Regions from separate parts of the Pan troglodytes genome. Here region 1 is linked to region 2. Evidence: chromatin contacts called from public HiChIP or PLAC-seq data. All regions are on one chromosome and are shown on one strand. Each heading gives the region's core, a stretch centred on a gene start, on an enhancer-like site or on the middle of the called end of the contact. The rest is flanking DNA. Distances are from core to core; before and after follow the strand shown.

Evidence for each region. HiChIP or PLAC-seq counts read pairs in DNA pulled down with a chosen protein or histone mark.
Region 1: an H3K4me3 HiChIP or PLAC-seq map of stem cell-derived excitatory neurons shows a contact between it and region 2, with 2.0 times the contacts expected there. The contact joins the promoter of ST8SIA1 here to the promoter of ETNK1 in region 2. A contact is called at or near these places in 1 of 7 Hi-C or Micro-C datasets (stem cell-derived neural progenitor cells) and 1 of 1 datasets of contacts at active chromatin or transcription factors (stem cell-derived excitatory neurons).

The regions. Positions count from the first base shown.
Region 1 is chr10:73,199,779-73,203,305 of NHGRI_mPanTro3-v2.0_pri, forward strand. It overlaps ST8SIA1 (ST8 alpha-N-acetyl-neuraminide alpha-2,8-sialyltransferase 1), which reads left to right and starts at 2,255. Exons shown (of 5, transcript NM_001037303.1): 1 at 2,255-2,490. The coding sequence starts at 2,255.
Region 2 is chr10:72,915,386-72,918,540 of NHGRI_mPanTro3-v2.0_pri, forward strand. ETNK1 (ethanolamine kinase 1) reads right to left here and starts at 1,644. Exons shown (of 8, transcript XM_009425734.5): 1 at 1,173-1,644. The coding sequence starts at 1,595.

The DNA.
Region 1 (3,527 bases), core at 1,005-3,504, 290 kb after region 2:
AGAAAGAAAAACAGCACATTGTGTCACACAGATCTTTTGATATAAAGCATGACTTTAATGCATTCTTATGATATTAAATAGGGAAACATTTACATAGCCCCTTCATAACTGTAATATGCCTTAGTTTTGTTTGTCAGTTTATTTCTTTGTTATTTACTCTACAAATACCCCTTGAACTTGAGGAAGAAAAATGGGAATGGTTTGTGTTTTACTTAAATTATAAGATCAAAGATGGCAGATGATTTATCCAAAGCCCAGGCAAGTAGGAAAAGCCCCCCCTTCCCTTCCCCTTTTCCAGGATAGAAGAGAGTTGGCTGGTTACTTTGCAGGACTTAAGATGATCTTCATTTTAAAGAATCTGTATCAGCCTCCACTGTGGTAAGATGTGACTGGGATTTCAAGGTTTCCCCTGTCTCTACTGATTTACCTAAGTAGGACAGAGATTTCTGGGGCATGCCTGCCGGTGGAGGGCAGTAGGTCACTCAACTAAGAGCACAGTATTGTTGAGAAAATGACACTAAAGTGGTCATCTGGGATGCTACTTCGCTTTTCGAAAACTAACTTTGCATCAACTTCTCAAGTTCCACCTCTCAGTGGAGACGGATGCTAGACAAAGATACCAGGCACCGCAGCCTGGTCGGCTGAACAAATGGAGTTATAGCCTTAGATTTTGTTTTCGTGATGACTAAGCTGACCAGGTTTCTTCTTTGTCCTTGCACACTTTATGCTTGACGAGATGCTTAAGCAAATAGAATAGGCGACCGCTAGGAGGTACCCGAGCTATGCGTCGGCCGCCGGGGCGAGCAGAAATGGCTAACAGCGACTCTCTCGGCTCGGTGGGTCAAGGCGGGTGGCGCTTTTCCAAGGTCGGGGTTGCGATAAGCTTATCGCTTATCACAAGCAAGAAGGGCAAGAAGGACGTCTAAGAACCAACGGTCCTTTAATCTAAAAGGCCGCGCGCCTCCAAGGCAATGTGACATCTTGAGGTCTAGTGTTTGGGCACCAGCTGCCTGCACATCTGGATGCAGCACTGTCTTTCCTTTCAGGGAGGAGGCGAGGCGGAGGACCCCGGAGTGCACGCACCTCCTCGTGCGCGCGCTCGCTTGCGCCCGTGAACGTGTGTGCGTGTGTGTGTGTGTGTGTGTGTGCGCGCGCGCGCGCACACACACACACGGGCCGCGGGTCCGGGACCGGCTAATGGGGGTGGGGGCCCAGGAAGGAATAAATCTCCGCCAGCCTCCTCGCGCCTGGCTGCGGGTTAATATCCAACCAGTTAGAGAAAGACTAGGGTGACGGCAGCAGGGTGACAGCCTGGGCACACCGGCCGCTTGTCGAAGGATCAGGATATTAGCCAGTCTCCGCCACACTCAGGGACTGATATATTTCTATTGGCGGGGGGCTGTTGTTTTTTATTGTCTGCCGTTATCTCCAAAGAACAAGGGTACGAGTGAGGGCTGCGCGCTCTGGGCGAGTGTCGCGGCTCGGATCGGGTCGAAGGAGGCAATTTTGCGGGTGGGGGAGGGAGGGGGAGACCTTGATTTCCACCAATCCCTGGGCGTTTGTCTGCGAAGTCCGGGGCGCAGCGGAAGGCTGCGGCGCGCCGCTGAATTAACTGATGAGAGCGAGTTCTTTTCTTCTCCGGGAGGGGTGGAGAGCGAGGGTCCCGGCGGGCGAGGCGGAGGAGCCCGGGGCAGGATAGCGGTCCCGGGCCGTCGTGGAAATTTCCAAGGACTTGGTGCGGCGCAGAGAGCGCGTCTCGGGGCGGGTGGGTGGGGGGGGGTTGCCTGGCGGCGCAGCAGCGCGGGAGGCGGCGAAGGGCGCAGGAGCATCGCTCGGAGGGGACAAGGGGACGCCACGGGCCAAATGTCTGGGAGGGAGCCGAGCCTTCTCCCGGACCCTCGCCGAGGGCGACCGTGATGCTGCAGAACCGGCGGGAGCGACTCGCCGCCGCCGCTCTCTGCGCACTCGGAGACCCCAGCGCCCGCCTTCTGCAGGGGAAGCGACCATGGCCATAGATCGTGACTTCACCCCCAGCCACTTCCCCTAGAAAGAAATCCTTGGAAAAGTTGCATTTGAAAAAATCCTTGCGCTGACCTTTGGGGCCGACCGGGCCGAAGAAGCGTGCGTGCGCTTGCAAGTAAGAGAACCAAAGGTGTGTGTGCATGGGGGGCTGGCGGTGGGGGACCCTCCGCTGCCACTTCGCCTAGCTTTGTGCTGAGGCCCCGGCCCCCGCCCCTGGGACGCCGGGGCTGCGATGAGCCCCTGCGGGCGGGCCCGGCGACAAACGTCCAGAGGGGCCATGGCTGTACTGGCGTGGAAGTTCCCGCGGACCCGGCTGCCCATGGGAGCCAGTGCCCTCTGTGTCGTGGTCCTCTGTTGGCTCTACATCTTCCCCGTCTACCGGCTGCCCAACGAGAAAGAGATCGTGCAGGGGGTGCTGCAACAGGGCACGGCGTGGAGGAGGAACCAGACCGCGGCCAGAGCGTTCAGGTACTCCTGCCCTCGCGGCTCCTCCCCTCTAGCGTCCTTTCCTCCCCGAGTGCAGAGGACAGGGTCACCGGCGAGGACCGCCTTGCACCGCCTCGCAGAGGCATCCCTTTCATCCGCTCTTCCATGTCCTTTCCCTCCATTTGTGCCATTCCCAACCTGGAGACTTTAGTCAGGGTTCCTTCCCCACCCCTGATCCCCAGAGATGTGCAGACACCTGCTTTGCGCATGTAAAGACTCGACGCATTTCTTCCCAAAGCGGAGTTTTATTTAACAATTTACGGATAAACAAAACAGAGGGAAGGAGAACCCAGGATAACTTAGTCTCTTGCACTTAATGAGAATTTACCTCTTGGGCTCTGCAGACATTTGAAGCTGTAGGGAACAAGAAGCAGGTAAAAGGCATCTCCCCGAGGTGGAGTGCACAGTCGGTAACATAAGTTCCCAACGTCGGAGTGATGGGCAGTAGATACATGGACGGATCCCGCAGCTTTGCGCAGTGTGCCCACAGCAAGTGCATAGTACTGACTGACATCCTACTAAGAGACGATACTGTGCAATTTTTGTGTTGAAATCTCGAACAGCTTTCTAGTATTATTATCTCATCTTGTTGACCACAAATTGATTCTTTAGAAGGATGAGTAACTTCCCCAAGGTCATTACTTTTGACCTGTGGGTGCTGGATTTTTCATCACTTAAAGCTCCAAAGCTCCCAGCTCTTTTTATTGGCTTAGGCTGTGGATGCCTCTGGAAGATGGGAGATGTACTTTAAGTAGGCACCTGAAGTCAGAAAACAAACAAAATCCCCAAGCCAGGTTGGAAATCAGAACTCTGAGGATCACTCAGAGGTTGTAGATCCGCTTCCTTTCTGGGAATTTTAGATTAAATGTCTAAAAATAAGTTACGGCAGCAGGGGTTGTGTAGTTAGATTGGAGGGAAGGCAGAGCTGCTTCCCCTTCCTCTCCACCTCCCCAGGCATGTTGAGGGAACACACGGGTGCTTCCACCACTGCGAGGTGCCCCTTTCACCTTTAGTCTCTA
Region 2 (3,155 bases), core at 394-2,893:
TCTAACAAGTTTCTTTTCCAAAACATACGGGTCCTTTAAAATAATCTGCTTAAAAACTCTTCTAGGTAATAAGAACTGAAACTAACACATGAAAACCCAAGTGTCAGGAACTGTTCTGGGCCCTAGGCACTGCTCATGTTTTATTCATCTTTGTATGGGTGGCTGGCTAGTTTAGCGAAGAATTTAGCAAATAAATCAACAAATATTGGTGAATAAATTAGTCATCAAAACGAGGCAGATGATTTGGCTAATTCAAATGAATGTTCTTACATTATTGCTCAGATTTAGAACAAATCCCAAATATCCCAATCTTGAAAATTACTGTTTTTTTTGTTTGCAAGGGAAAAGGAGAAAAAGAGATCTATTTTTGTATCTAGTTCCTGAAACTAAAGCTAAAAACAGATTAGTATTCAAAAAAAATCACGTAGTGGAAATCATAACTTCCAACTTATTAGAGAACTCCTAGAGTCTCAGGGATTTTTTTCCTCCCAATTTTTTCTCTATCAACACGGTGTCTCATGAAAAGGAAATAGTCACAAGCCACTGCTCCTTCTAGTATCACGTATTAATTTCAGTAAGACGACTTTAATAATTCAGAAATATCGACTCAAACAAAACAATGTGTGTGGTGCTACCTAAGAACCGACCCAGCGATGCATGGTCGTGGTCATTACTTTGGGAATAGAGTACGCCAGGGTTTGGGAAGACAAAACGCAGTGTGAGGCATCAATGAAAGCACATCGCAGGGGGAGGGGAGAGGAAGGAAAGATCAGAGAGGATTAATGACTGCATTACTGGTGGGAGGGGAGGAGGTAGAAGAGGACCCCGTGCAAGCGGAGTGGAAAGGTTCATTTTGCAGTGACCGTGGACTGGGGAGTGGGAGGAGGGGCAACTATCAGCAGGAATCTCCCCCCGTGGATGAGTCCGTCACTTACGCAGCGGCTTCTAGAAAGAGAAAATGTGCCTCAGGTCAATCTCAAAGAGCAACTGCGACGGGAAGGGGGAGTGACCCTCCTAGGTGTGAGGGGAAATACAGGGTCACTTCCCAATAGACTTAAGGAGATGTTGCCCTAGGTCCTCCTCGGTCATCGTGGGACAGAGGCGATTGTGGTGAGGACCCCCAGAGCCGCGTGAGGGGCATAAGAGACCCAGAGCTGAGGTGTGGGCGTTACCTGCAGGGTCACCTCCTGGGGGTCCCAGTGAGGCCGCAGGTGTTGCAGGAGGCTCAGGGCCCCCTCCCGGCAGCGATGCTCCTCCTGATCCTGAACGGTGACGTTCAGCTTGGGCACCTCCGGGGAGCCGGGAGGGACGTGGATGTAATTGGCCATGGCCCAGGCGACGGCGGAGACTACCACCACGACGACGGCGACGGCGACCACGAGAACGGCGGGCGCCGACAGACTGGTGGATCCTTCCGTCCCGGGGCGCCCTCGCGGGAGGGCTGGGGGCGCTGGGACGGGCGGGCGAGCGGCAGGAGAACGTCTGGAGGCGGCACTGTTGCCGATCCGGGTCTGGACAGCAGCTGAACTGAGCCCGGCCCGCTCTCGGAGAAAATTCCTGTTGTCGGCGCTGGACCGCGGGCGGCCGCAGAGCATGCCGGGGCTGGCCTGACGCTGGCGTCACGCGCGGGGCGGGTCCTGCGCTGCGTCAGGGTGCCGAGGCGGGGTTTCTCGCCTCCGGTCACAATGGGACCTCTGTACCGCGCTGGGCTTGTTGGCCTGCGATTAGCACACACCCATCCCTGGGAACTGCTAGTCTGGAAAGCGGGGCTGCTTCTGCTGGATGAGCCCGAGCCCTGCCAAGCCCCTCAAGGCATTGAAGCTTTAGCTCACCTTATCCGAATGGTCATTGGGCATCCGGACTTGAGTTAACGACTGAATTTTTCTGGGAAGCAAGGGACACGTTCTAAAATAACCCCAGGATCACTCTCCGAACTTGGCCTGAGTCTAGGCAAGCAGTGTTACTCGGTCGCCTTGATCTTGGAGCTGCTGTGTACTGGGGACCTCATACTAGTTGGGTTAACTATATTCCCATTAGCAGTACACGGGATCGCAGTACTCGGGACAAGCTGAGTTCAGGTATTTGGGTAAGACAACTGCAACACTTCAGAAGTTATTTGTGGAGTAAGATGTTCGACCATACAGTGAATAATTCGAAGCTAGGGAGAACAGGTTAGAGTCTGGTATGAAGAAGAAAGGGAAGGAAAGGAATAGTTTTGAAGCTCAGCGCTAGAACGACTCGATGTCCATGCCAGGGTACCCCGAGTGGGGCTTGAAATCCTGCGTCTCAGTGCCTTACAGGGAATGGTAGAAACTGGAAAATCTACAAGTAAAGTATTGGGACCTCCTAATTTTCCTTTTAGATGGAGGAAAACGGGCTGGGATTCCCTGCAGCACTTAGCACACGGTGAATACGTTTGTTAGTAGTAAATAAAACCCTTAACTGGACTGAGTTTAATTAACATTCAAAATGTTTAATTACTTCACTAGCATTAAGTTTACATCCTGATTGTTCAGAAAGAACCTACTTACCTTTGTAATTAACAAAATAATTACTTCACCGATAACGGTAAACTTCCTAAACTAAAAAGAGGGGTGGAAATGGAGCTTTATAATACAGCAAAGAAGTTGATTTAACATTTTTCAAATTTAGTGGTTTTTTTGTTTGTTTTTTGTTTCTGTTTTTTGTTTTGTTTTGTTTTTTGAGCCTCACTCTGTCGCCCAGGCTGGAGTGCAATGGCGCGGTCTTGGCCCACTGCAACCTCCGCCTCCCGGGTTTAAGGGATTCTCCTGCTTCAGCCTCCCGAGTAGCTGGGATTACCGGCGCGTGCCACCACGCCCAGCAAATTTTTGTATCTTTAGTAGAGATGGGTTTCACCATGTTGGCCAGGCTGGTCTCGAACTCCTGACCTCAGGTGATCCACCCACCTCGGCCTCGCAAAGTGCTGGGATTACAGGCGTGAGCCACCGCGCCCTGCCAGATTTAGGCATAATTTTCTACAAGAAACATTAGAGTGTGTGTTCCTTCCACTTTGGGAAGAAATCATAAATATACTACTACTTTCACATTTCAGATAGTATCTCTTGTATTTTTGTATAAATTGTATTTTTTATTAAGCAGTTGACATTTTAAGAATTTTAAAACTAAAAAGAAAA